Regions from separate parts of the Sus scrofa genome. Here region 1 is linked to region 2. A link is a contact called in public HiChIP or PLAC-seq data. All regions are on one chromosome and are shown on one strand. The core of a region is the stretch at or near the end of the contact, and the rest is flanking DNA. Distances in the headings are between cores, read along the strand shown. Region 1 overlaps TSPAN2 (tetraspanin-2). Region 2 overlaps LOC102166460 (a long non-coding RNA gene).

What was found. HiChIP or PLAC-seq counts read pairs in DNA pulled down with a chosen protein or histone mark.
Region 1: a contact with region 2 is called in an H3K27ac HiChIP or PLAC-seq map of alveolar macrophages, with 5 times the contacts expected there. The contact joins two enhancer-like sites. A contact is called at or near these places in 2 of 47 Hi-C or Micro-C datasets (both in embryonic fibroblasts) and 1 of 2 datasets of contacts at active chromatin or transcription factors (alveolar macrophages).

The regions. Positions count from the first base shown.
Region 1 is chr4:105,521,895-105,527,020 of Sscrofa11.1, reverse strand. All of the region lies in intron 2 of TSPAN2 (tetraspanin-2), which reads right to left. Among named protein-coding and RNA genes, the nearest start is that of TSPAN2, 21 kb to the right of the region's middle. Within about 2 kb of position 2,845, at least 8 of the 83 cell types and tissues checked have an H3K27ac peak or open chromatin away from gene starts, as enhancers often do. A contact at or near this core is called in alveolar macrophages, where this site is marked.
Region 2 is chr4:105,069,753-105,074,719 of Sscrofa11.1, reverse strand. LOC102166460 (a long non-coding RNA gene) reads left to right here. Exons shown (of 7, transcript XR_002343493.1): 7 at 1-1,232. Among named protein-coding and RNA genes, the nearest start is that of VANGL1, 23 kb to the right of the region's middle. Within about 2 kb of position 1,994, at least 4 of the 83 cell types and tissues checked have an H3K27ac peak or open chromatin away from gene starts, as enhancers often do. A contact at or near this core is called in alveolar macrophages, where this site is marked.

The DNA.
Region 1 (5,126 bases), core at 1,596-4,095, 450 kb before region 2:
TCTAAAAATATTTTTTTCTCTACCTCTGTGCAACTTTCCCTTCCCGCCAGCTTGCTTTGGACACACATAACTATACGTATATTTAGAATACTGGATGGGACTTAGTTTATGGGGAAGGTAAGGACTTGGGTCCTTGCTAAAAAACAACAGCAGTGTTAGTGATTGAGTGCTGTTCCAGAGCTTAACATACATTAGTCATGGAGCCCTTCGACACTAAGAGTAACGACCACCAGTCCGGGTGCCTCAGTGCCCAATGTACTGTGACCTTGACATGCATTATCTCAGGAACCTGCTGCCATGAAGCCTCAGCGTTATCAGCAAGTCTCTCACCCCGACTCCATGGCATCTAAACCACTCCTTTCTCTCTCCTTCTTTACTCTCCCACGTCATCGTGCCTCCTGCAGGCTGACTCCCTCCTCGGCCTGCCTTCACCGCAGTAATCACAACAGCTAATATTGTGGGCTCGCTACACAGCAGGTGCTGCCCTCAAGCACCTTCATAGGTTACATCGTCTCACACTCACATCAACCCTAAGAAGTGCGTAGAAGTAGCATTCATATTTCACAGGGGAGGAATCTGAGACACAGAGAAGTTCAGTAGTTACCTAAGATTGCACAGCTAGTGAGGGGCGAAACTGGAGCTGAACCCCGTGTTCTACTCCAAAGTTCACACCCTCACTCCTATGTTGCACTTTCAGGAGGGACTCAGAAGAATGGTGACTCCCTTAGCTAGAAATCTGTTCGTTTTGCAATTTTATAGATGGCCAGAAGCTTCTTTTTTTTTTTTTTTTCTTTTTTTTTGCTATTTCTTTGGGCCGCTCCCGCGGCATGTGGAGGTTCCCAGGCTAGGGGTCAGGAACACCAGAGCCACAGCAACGCGGGATCCGAGCCACGTCTGCAACCTACACCACAGCTCACGGCAACGCCAGATCCTTAACCCACTGAGCAAGGGCAGGGACCGAACCCGCAACCTCATGGTTCCTAGTCGGATTCGTTAACCACTGCGCCACGACGGGAACTCCCCAGAAGCTTCTTTTTCTTCTTCCTTGAGAAAAGTGCCCAAGAAGTCTATCACTGATGGTTTCTGGGTTTTTCCCCTCAAAGCACAAGGGTGGGAGCTGGAAATCCAGGCCTGCCAGCTGTGGCTTTAGGTAAATCCTCTTATTCCTCAGCTTTGTTTTCGGCAATGTGGCAATAATTATCCATTCTTAAGTTCTTGTCAAAAGGCTTTGGAGAAATTGTCTCAAGAATATAAGCTATGGCCATGTGTGGTCTGTAACTACTATGAATCCGAGGTACAATTAAAAATCAACAAGTAAAAAAACATTACCAGAGTAAGTCAGAGTTTTTAAAAAGGCAAGCCAGTCCCTCAACACTCAGCACTGGAATGCTTTCCTTATACATATAACCAGCCACAATCAAAGCCAGGCTCTGCAAGGCTAGATTCCCAGGGAGGGACAGCATCCGCAGCCTGTGACCCCGGAGAGCCAGTGTCTGCAGTCTGTGTGGGCAGCCCCTTCGTGGAGAAACCCGCTGACGTCCTCTGTCCCCTGCTAGCAGACGTGACTTCATGCGCTCCAGCCTTCCGGGCAGGGCCGAGGCGACTGCTCCCCGCTCTGAGTTCCTGGAAGAAAGACCCCTGCGGTGTCTGAACCCTGCCTCCACCACCCCTAAGGAGCAGCCCCAGTGACAGGCTGTAATAGGAAGGCAGAGGGGCATGTTGGTGGGACTTGGAAGACACTGGGGGCTTCTCCCAAGAGCTCGCTGAAGAAGACGAACGTGCAGAGGGTCTGGAAGCACTAAGTCACCCAGCCTCTCTTGCTGCCAGCTCCACTCTTCCTAGGCTTTCCTTTCTCTACCTGAGCAGCCAGTGGACACAACACCTGAGGTCAGCCTCCAGGTCTTGGCCTGAACTCAGAGGTCGTGGAGAAGAGGCGATGGGCATAGTCAGTCTGACAACCCTGGCTGCCTGTCCTCATTTCCAAGTCCCCTCAGGGGATCGTGGAGCCTCTCCACGCTGGTCTCTGGCTGTGAAGTCACCTCTGGATCTTTATCACAAAAAGAGACTTATTTCCCACCACCAAGCAGCTGAAGCCAAGGGTCCCAGAAAGGTAAGTATCCCCTCAGAGGCAGAAGGGTTTCTCCTACAAAGTGGAGAGGCTGGGAGCTAGACCACGTGTCTGCCCGGGGTCCCTCTCTGTGAGAGGCTGTCCTTCTTTCAGAGGCTTGAAGGTTCCAAGCCTGTTCCCCTGGGCTCTTGATAAGGGGGTGATAAGCGTTTCATGGGCTGACTGTTCTGGAACTTATTCCGAAAAGAAAATACACGGATCAGTGCGCAGCACCCTGTGACATGAAGTGAGATTTTCCAAACACTGGGCCTATTACCTCACTCTGTTTGCTATGCAAGTCCATAAAACTGGTATCCTGGTGTATTTTTCTTCTCGTTTTATTGCTAGAGAACTGGTATCTTTCCTCTTTGGAAAATTATTTATTGAGGAAAGAAGTATCAATTTCTGCAAACAAGTATATTGCTCTATTTATAAGAGATATTTAAAATGGAGCAAAGGTCCTTGACTTCACAAGGACTTTTTCTTGTTGGCACTCTCCAGAGAGGCAGTGCATGGAAATAAACAGACCCAGCAAAGGCCAAGGTGTGAGTAGGCCTGGGTGGTGGGCTGAGCCCCACCGGGAAGGGCTGGAAAACCACGGCTATCTGCCAGCCCTTCCATCTGCCTCACTCCCTGGTCCTCATTTCCTTATTCTGCCTAGCGCTAAGACTCTAGGATGACCCACCGCCCTGGACTTCCAGCACTGACCATCGCAGCCTCACCACCAGCCTTCCAAGGGTGACTCACAGAGATAGATTGCGGCTGAGGAAGAAGAACCAAGGGTGGGCAGACTCTACCCATGCCCCAGGCCACCAAGAACAAGCAAGAAGTATTCAGGCCCTGCTGGGGGTACTGTTTTCCCCACCCAGTTAGACAAAGAACTTCCTCCACTATCGGTCCATGTGGTTGGAGAGGGCCACCTCCCCTCAGCTCCAAGGCAGGCGTGAAGCCCAGGCTTCCCCAAAAAGCCTGTCCCTAACAACTGGTCACAATGAGGGGTATGGGCATGGGCTCTGGACCCAAGATTGCCAATGACAGGGAGGCCCGGGACTTTAGTTGGATCAGGTGGAAGGAAGAGTATGCTGTTCCCAGGGTTACTCAGGGGCTGGTGCCCAGAACAGCCATTTTATTATGTCCAGGGGGAACCTGCCCCAAACTGGAGCCACAGGAAAGCAGAGCAGAGATGGCTACAGACTGGAATCCCATCACATCACTGGTGTCCCTGAGAGGAGTTCTAATCCTGGACTTTTCAGTTATGTGAGTCAAAAATTTTGTTTTGCCCAAGACAGTTTGAGTCAAGTTTCTGTTATTTGCAATGAAGAGCTCTGACAGATATGTCCATAAACATATGACAATTTCTTGCATCGCTGGCAGTTCATATTGCTTTAGTTTAGATTAGGAAATAGGATCAGGAATGTTTATACTGAGCTAGTTCACCCTCCTACTCAACATAGGAATCTCCTGTTTGATAAATACTCCATTCTGATTTGGGGTTAAATGCTGTTATATCAGAGGGATCACTTTCATCTGTAGAAGTCTTCTCAGCTGCTTTGATTTGTCAGGTCATTAAAAAGGTTTTCTTTGGTAGGGCCTAAATCTCTACTTGTGAAACTGCCGTCAGCGCTTTGTCTCTGGAGCAACACCGATAGAGGCTTCCCCTAGACTGGCTGTCACCCCTCACCCCACATCCCCGCCCCTTTTTCTGACCCAGTAGGGTCCCGTACTTCTGTAACCCAGGTTTCCATCCGAAAACCATGAATTGCAATTTCCAGGCTTGACACGATCACTGATATCTTTTTTGTTTTGATTCCTCTTTTCCTGAGTTTAACAATGTTTGCTTAATAATAATATTTAATAGTGCTTAAGAATATTTTTTTGTCTTTCTGTGCTTTTGTTCACAATTCCTGCTGCATCCACCATGGGTCGGTCATTCCCTTATTTCTTCAGGCCTGACTATATCAATAATCTAGCCTGGTCTTTTTCTGTCCTCCCCCCTCATTCCAGAATAATCTCTTTAAAATGCCATGCATATTGTACCCTCTCCCAAATCCTAAATTATCCTTTCATAGTTTATTAAATTAACTAACCCTGCCATTCAAGATCCTCTATACTTGTCCCAGCATTTCTAGCCTTAACTGTCACACTCTGGTGAGGGTCCTCTGCCTGGCCTGGGCTTGCTAATCACTGCCCCACAGACATACCTCGTGCAGCCTTGCCCCAGATCTCTCCAGTCCCTAGTCTTTCTCTTCTTCTAATTATGGTTGGTCCATCAAACTTAAGTCAAATCCTGCTGACCTCACCAGTTTAGAATGACCCCGATCCATCAACTGCAAATACCACTTAGTTGGCACTTAGTTACACACTAGTTTCCATTTTAATTGAAATGTGTTAAGTCTGTGAGTCTTTTCAATAGATTGCCAGTTACGTGGAGGCAAATACAGCTTCCTCATACTTTTTTCGTGTGACCCTAGAGCCCAGGACTGTAAATGCTGGCTGATGTATCCATGGATAGGTTATCTTTTTTCCCCAAATGTAGGAGCCTCCAAAACATGGAAAGAATAGAGGCATTTTGAATGCATACATATGTTTGCACAAAACCAAATATGTGATGAAATCCAAAACCTGAAATGACCATGGAGAGATTTTTAGATAGCCAGATGTTTATTATCATTGAAAGGGAGATTGCCTTTCTTATGTTTTTCACATAACCCAGGTCTTCATGGTCTTTCAAAAAAAATTTTTTTTCCTTACTATTGCTGAAAATTTCTAGTTCAAACTCAGAAATTATTTCATAGAGATTTAAATCTTTCAACCTTGATCTTGGTGGTGAGGTTAGTAGGTGGCTGGGTTTTAGGCAGTTAATTACTGCCAAAAACCTTGAAGGAGAATCAGACTGTAACTGAAACTGCTTGATGTTTTCTCATGTTTTGATTCTAACTCAGGGTGGACTCCTCCCCATCCACCTGAAGGCACAAATGCAGCTTCTGATGGAAAGTCCGGACAGTTGGCCCAGAAGGAA
Region 2 (4,967 bases), core at 745-3,244:
TGCGGTGGAGGTGGCTCCCGTGAGAGACACCGAGGGTTGGGGTGCAGGCAGAGGCATGGAGGGCAGCTCCCTGTTCCTTCTGCTACAGGCTGGTGAGCTGTGTGAGGGTGGAGAGGCCAGGTGAGCAGGAGAGCAAATGTGTCTGCTAGAGAAGGTCCTCTTTTAATCAGCTCTTGTACAAAAAGTGAATGGAGGCATTGCTTCTGAGGAAATGGGTACAGGATGCCACCGATTCGAGGGGTCACCCAGGACCTGCGTCTGACCCTGAAACTTAAAACTTGGCTGTGCTGGGGGCACAGGGACACCCAGATAGGAGGGGGCAGGCTCTGGCTCTCCACAGCTCTGCCTCTTACTGGGTCTGAGGAGAGGAGACCGCCCCCTCAGCACTTCCCAGACCTGGACCTGGAACAAGCGTGATTCAAGAAAGTCAGCCAGCAGAGAATTCTGCCTGCTCCCGACTGATCACTTTAGGCTCTTTGGGGCTGACCTTTCTTGGGGTGACTGACTAGGTCAGTGTAAATATTTCTGTCTTCGCCCTTCCTTCACTGTGAGGAAGGGCTGGCAGAAATCCTCTTACAGAATTTCTTCTAAAGAATCCAGAGGAGCCCTCTACCAGTCTTTTTCCAGCCTGGCTGAAGGACAGCGTGCAAAACTGGAGCTTTCATGTGGGCTTAGTGCCATCTAGTGGCTAAGGAGCCACCTTTCATCGCGTGGGTCCGTTGGCCCTCTAGCGGGACGGATATACTCTGACTTAGGTGTGCAGGAAAATCGCCTGGATGCTTGTTAAAAATGAGGACTCCTGGATGCTAGACCCTGAAGCTCTAACTCAGTTTGTCTGGCAGGAATTCAGGAATATGTTTTTCTAACTGGCATCTCACATGTTTGGACCACACTTGGAAAACAGCTCTTTTGAAGACTGTATCTTCTAGGTGTCCGGCTTTGTGTGGATAATCATGTCCACGGACACGCTTCTAAAAACTGTGCTGACCGCGCCCAAATCTGTATCTTCAGCAAAATCTCCTGAGTGTCAGGCTTGTATTTTTTCACCGGTGGCTTCATAAATATCCTAGAAATAGACACCCAGATTCAGCGTCGTTGTCTCTGAATCTCTGTACCTCATCCCCAACCCCTGCTTTTTGGGGGGCCACGCCCATGGCATGGGGAAGTTACTGCACCAGGGATCAAACCCAGAGATCAAACAAAAAAGTGATTATATATTGCGTATATAATCCCATGTATAGTATAGATTATGTATATAATTCTATGTATATTATATATTATGTATATGATATATAGCAATGTTATATGTAGTATTATAATATATAATATAGATCTTCTTCCTCTTCTCACTCATCCCACATTCCCTTTGCCTTTATAACAGGGTGACACAAACTCATTCCTGAAGGGTCTGGGCCCCTAGTAAGTCTTGCCTGGATTGGGTGGCTGTCACTTTCCGTTGATCTTGGTCATGGGCATGGTACTATTTAAAAACTCCCTGAGGAATCCCGCATAGACCTGACCTCCTCCTCTTGACCACCATCAAGGAGCAGCAGCCCAATTTCTCCTGGACAGTCAGGCTTGGGTCATTGAAACTCCCTTCCCCACCTGCTGATTCAGAGTCATGAGGCACTCAAAGTGACTGAGCAGTGGCCTTAACTCCCAGGCCAATGGACTCCTTGCTGTGACTTAAAGGGAAGCATTCCTCCCTTTGGAACAAAGACCTATAGGCCAGCAGAGCATAAGGTCATGGGAACAGGAAGCAAACATTTTGCTAAAGGGTCACCGGGGGTAACTGTGAGTGGTGCCACTCCCGTTCCCAGGGAGTGATTCCTGGACCAGTGATGCTGGGCTATGGGAGGAAAAGCACCACAGGCTGAGTGCTGATTCAGAGTGTCGACAGCTTTCTGGAAAACCCCAGGCCTGCAAAGTACCACCACCTAGCTGATGCTGTAAGTGAGTCTTCAAAAGGCATTCCGCCCCTGAACCAAGCCATCTGCTTCTGGGTGCTGGCGACCGTGGCAGGACCAGTGACTCCCACGGGCACGTGCCCATCGCTCACTTCCTCCTGACTGACGGCCTTTGAGCTCGGACATCAGTTTCTTCCTCCCTTTGGACTCAAACGGAAACACCAGCTCTTCCTGGGTCTTGAGCCTGCCGGCCTTCAGACTGGACCTGCTCCATCGGCTCCCCTGGGTCTCCAGCCTGCCAACAGTAGATGAGGACCTTCTCAGCCTCCACAATCCCATGAACCAATCCCTTATAATAAATAAACCAGTACGTGTGTGAAGACAGCTACAAATCAACATAGATGTAGGTACATGCATAGGTATCGCCTATTGCTTCTGTTCCGCTGGAGAACTAATACAGATTTTGGTACTGGGAGTAATGTTTGACCAAATAGCTGAGCATCCTTGACCTACCAGAGCTGATATATAAAATTAATCATATCACAACATCTTTTTCTTCTTTAAACTCTCTTAGGCACCACCATATTCCCAAACCAAACCAGAAAACTTGGAAATACCTTTTAGTCTGTCTTCTTCCTCATTCCTCAGACTGTGTTGGTTGAAATCATGGCTCCACCACTTAATAGCTGTGTAACCTTGGGGAAGTTACCTAACCCCTCTGGGCTTCAGTCTCCTAATAGGTAAAGACACTTAATAATACCTACTTCATAAGGTTGAGATTTAAATGAATTCATGTTTGCAAAATACTTAGAAATGCCTAATACCAAGTAAAGGGCTAAATGTTTATTAAATTAAAATAAATTAAAAAAATAAATCCACATAAAGACTATAGAACACCAAAGAGAAAAATTCTTCAAAGCAGAGAAAAGAGAAATTAGCTATAAAAATTGACAGTTAAACAAATAAGCACTCAAAGACAATAACAAACAACAGACTAGAGTGGAATAATAATTTTAGTTTATTGAAAGAAGAAATAACTAGAATTATGTAACAATAAAAACATTTTTCAAATATACAGATAAAAGAAATTAATTTTTAGGCAAACAAAAACTGAAGGGGAATTCCCTGGTGGCCTTGTAGTTAAGGACTCAGTGATGTCACTGCTGTGGCTCCAGTTACTGCTGTGGCTTGGGTTCGATCCCTGCCTCAGGAACTTTCACATGCTGTGGGCACAGCCAAAAAACAAAAACAAAAAACAAAAAAAAAACCTGAAGGAGTTGACCACTAAAGACCATCCCTAAAAAGAATTCCAGAGAATTCTTTAGAAAGAAGAAAAATTACTCCAGAAGAAATATCTGATGTATGAGAAACAATAATGAGAAAATAAGACTGTGAAAATGTGAGTAAATCTAAGTAATATTGCCTATATAGTACAGTAATAATGCCTTATAAAGTTTAAAAAGAACAGTAACGGCATGACAATAGCAGAGAAAGTACATGAAATTTAAGGACCTGAGGGCAGAGAGGGGTAATGTGAAAGGGACAGGCATCCCTTAGAGGCTTGATAGTGAAGGGAAAAAGGAAGAAACGTCTGAATATGTATCCTCAGAAACGGAGAGCATCACAAAATCAGAAGCAAGCCCCTACACACACACACACACACACACACACACACACACACACACACACGCACACGCACACGCACAAACACACAGGCAACCCCCCCCCCCCAGTTCGTCAAGGAAACTGAACTCCATTGCAGCAACAGAAGAGGGCGCTGTTGAATTAAGAAACGCTGTAAGCCAGCCTCAGCCTGGCTTCTACATGAGCAGGGTCTGAGACCAGGGCTTCAGGAACAGCATGAGGGACTAGAGAAGAAGTAAAGCGAAGGCGGGAAAATCAAGCCAAGCGTGCACCATTCGGCTGCTTACTGCTATAGGCAACAGAGCTTGATTTTGTGGGGGACCCTCTGTGGAGCCCTGTAAAATACAGAATTGTCTGCCCTGAGCATAGAGGCAGTTTAAATGTAATTTAATCCCACTTGTTGGTATGGCATCCATGGAGGGGTGCTGTTTGGATCTCCCTTCAAAAAAGGATTTGCGGGTGTTCTCATCGTGGCGCAAGGAAAACAAATCCAACTAGGAACTGTGAGTTTGCCGGTTCGATCCCCAGCCTCACTCAGTGGGTTAACGATCCTGCATTGCTGTGGCGTAGGCCGGCAGTTACAGCTCTGATTAGACCCCTAGCCTGGGAACTTCCATATGCCACGGGTGCGGCCCTAAAAAAAGACCAAAAAAAAAAAAAAAAAAGGAATGGCCAGGGTTCCTGTCTGTCATGGCTCAGCAGTTAACGAATCTGACTAGCATCCCTGAGGAGGCAGGTTTGATCCCTGGCCTTGCTCAGTGGGTTAAGACTCCGGCATTCCCATGAGCTGTGGTGTAGGTCGCAGATGCAGCTCAGATCTGGTGGTGTTGTGTCTGTGGTGTAGGCTGGTAGCTGCAACTCCAATTCGACCCCCAGCCTGGGAACATCCATATGCTGCGGGTGCGGCCCTAAAAAAGAAAGAAAGAAAGAGAGAGAGAGAGAAAGAGAGAGAGAGAGAGAGAGAGAGACAGAAAGAAAGAAAGAAAGAAAGAAAGAAAGAAAGAAAGAAAAAAAAGAAGGAAAGAAAGGAGAGAAAGAATTTGCCATTTAGTTGCAAGGAATGCACTTAACCGAAACCTCCAGCTGCGGTGCCCCCAGGATCCGCCTTGGCTTTGGAGCCAGCCGCGTTTTTCTGGGACAGTGCCCAGGAGTGAGCACAGTGTGGGTCCTTAGGCCTTTGCCATACATAGTTACAGATTTTTTTCTTATGGTAAGAACTTTAAGATTCACTCATCTTAGCAACTGTCAAATATGCAAACAGTACTGTTGACGAGGGTGGCCGTGCTGCACCTTACAGCCCTCGACTTAACCTATTTTATAACTGGAAGTTGAGACCCTTCGACTTTCTTCACTGATTTTGCCTGCTCCCCACCCCCTGGCTCTGTCAACCGTCAGTCTGTTCTGTGTATCTATGAG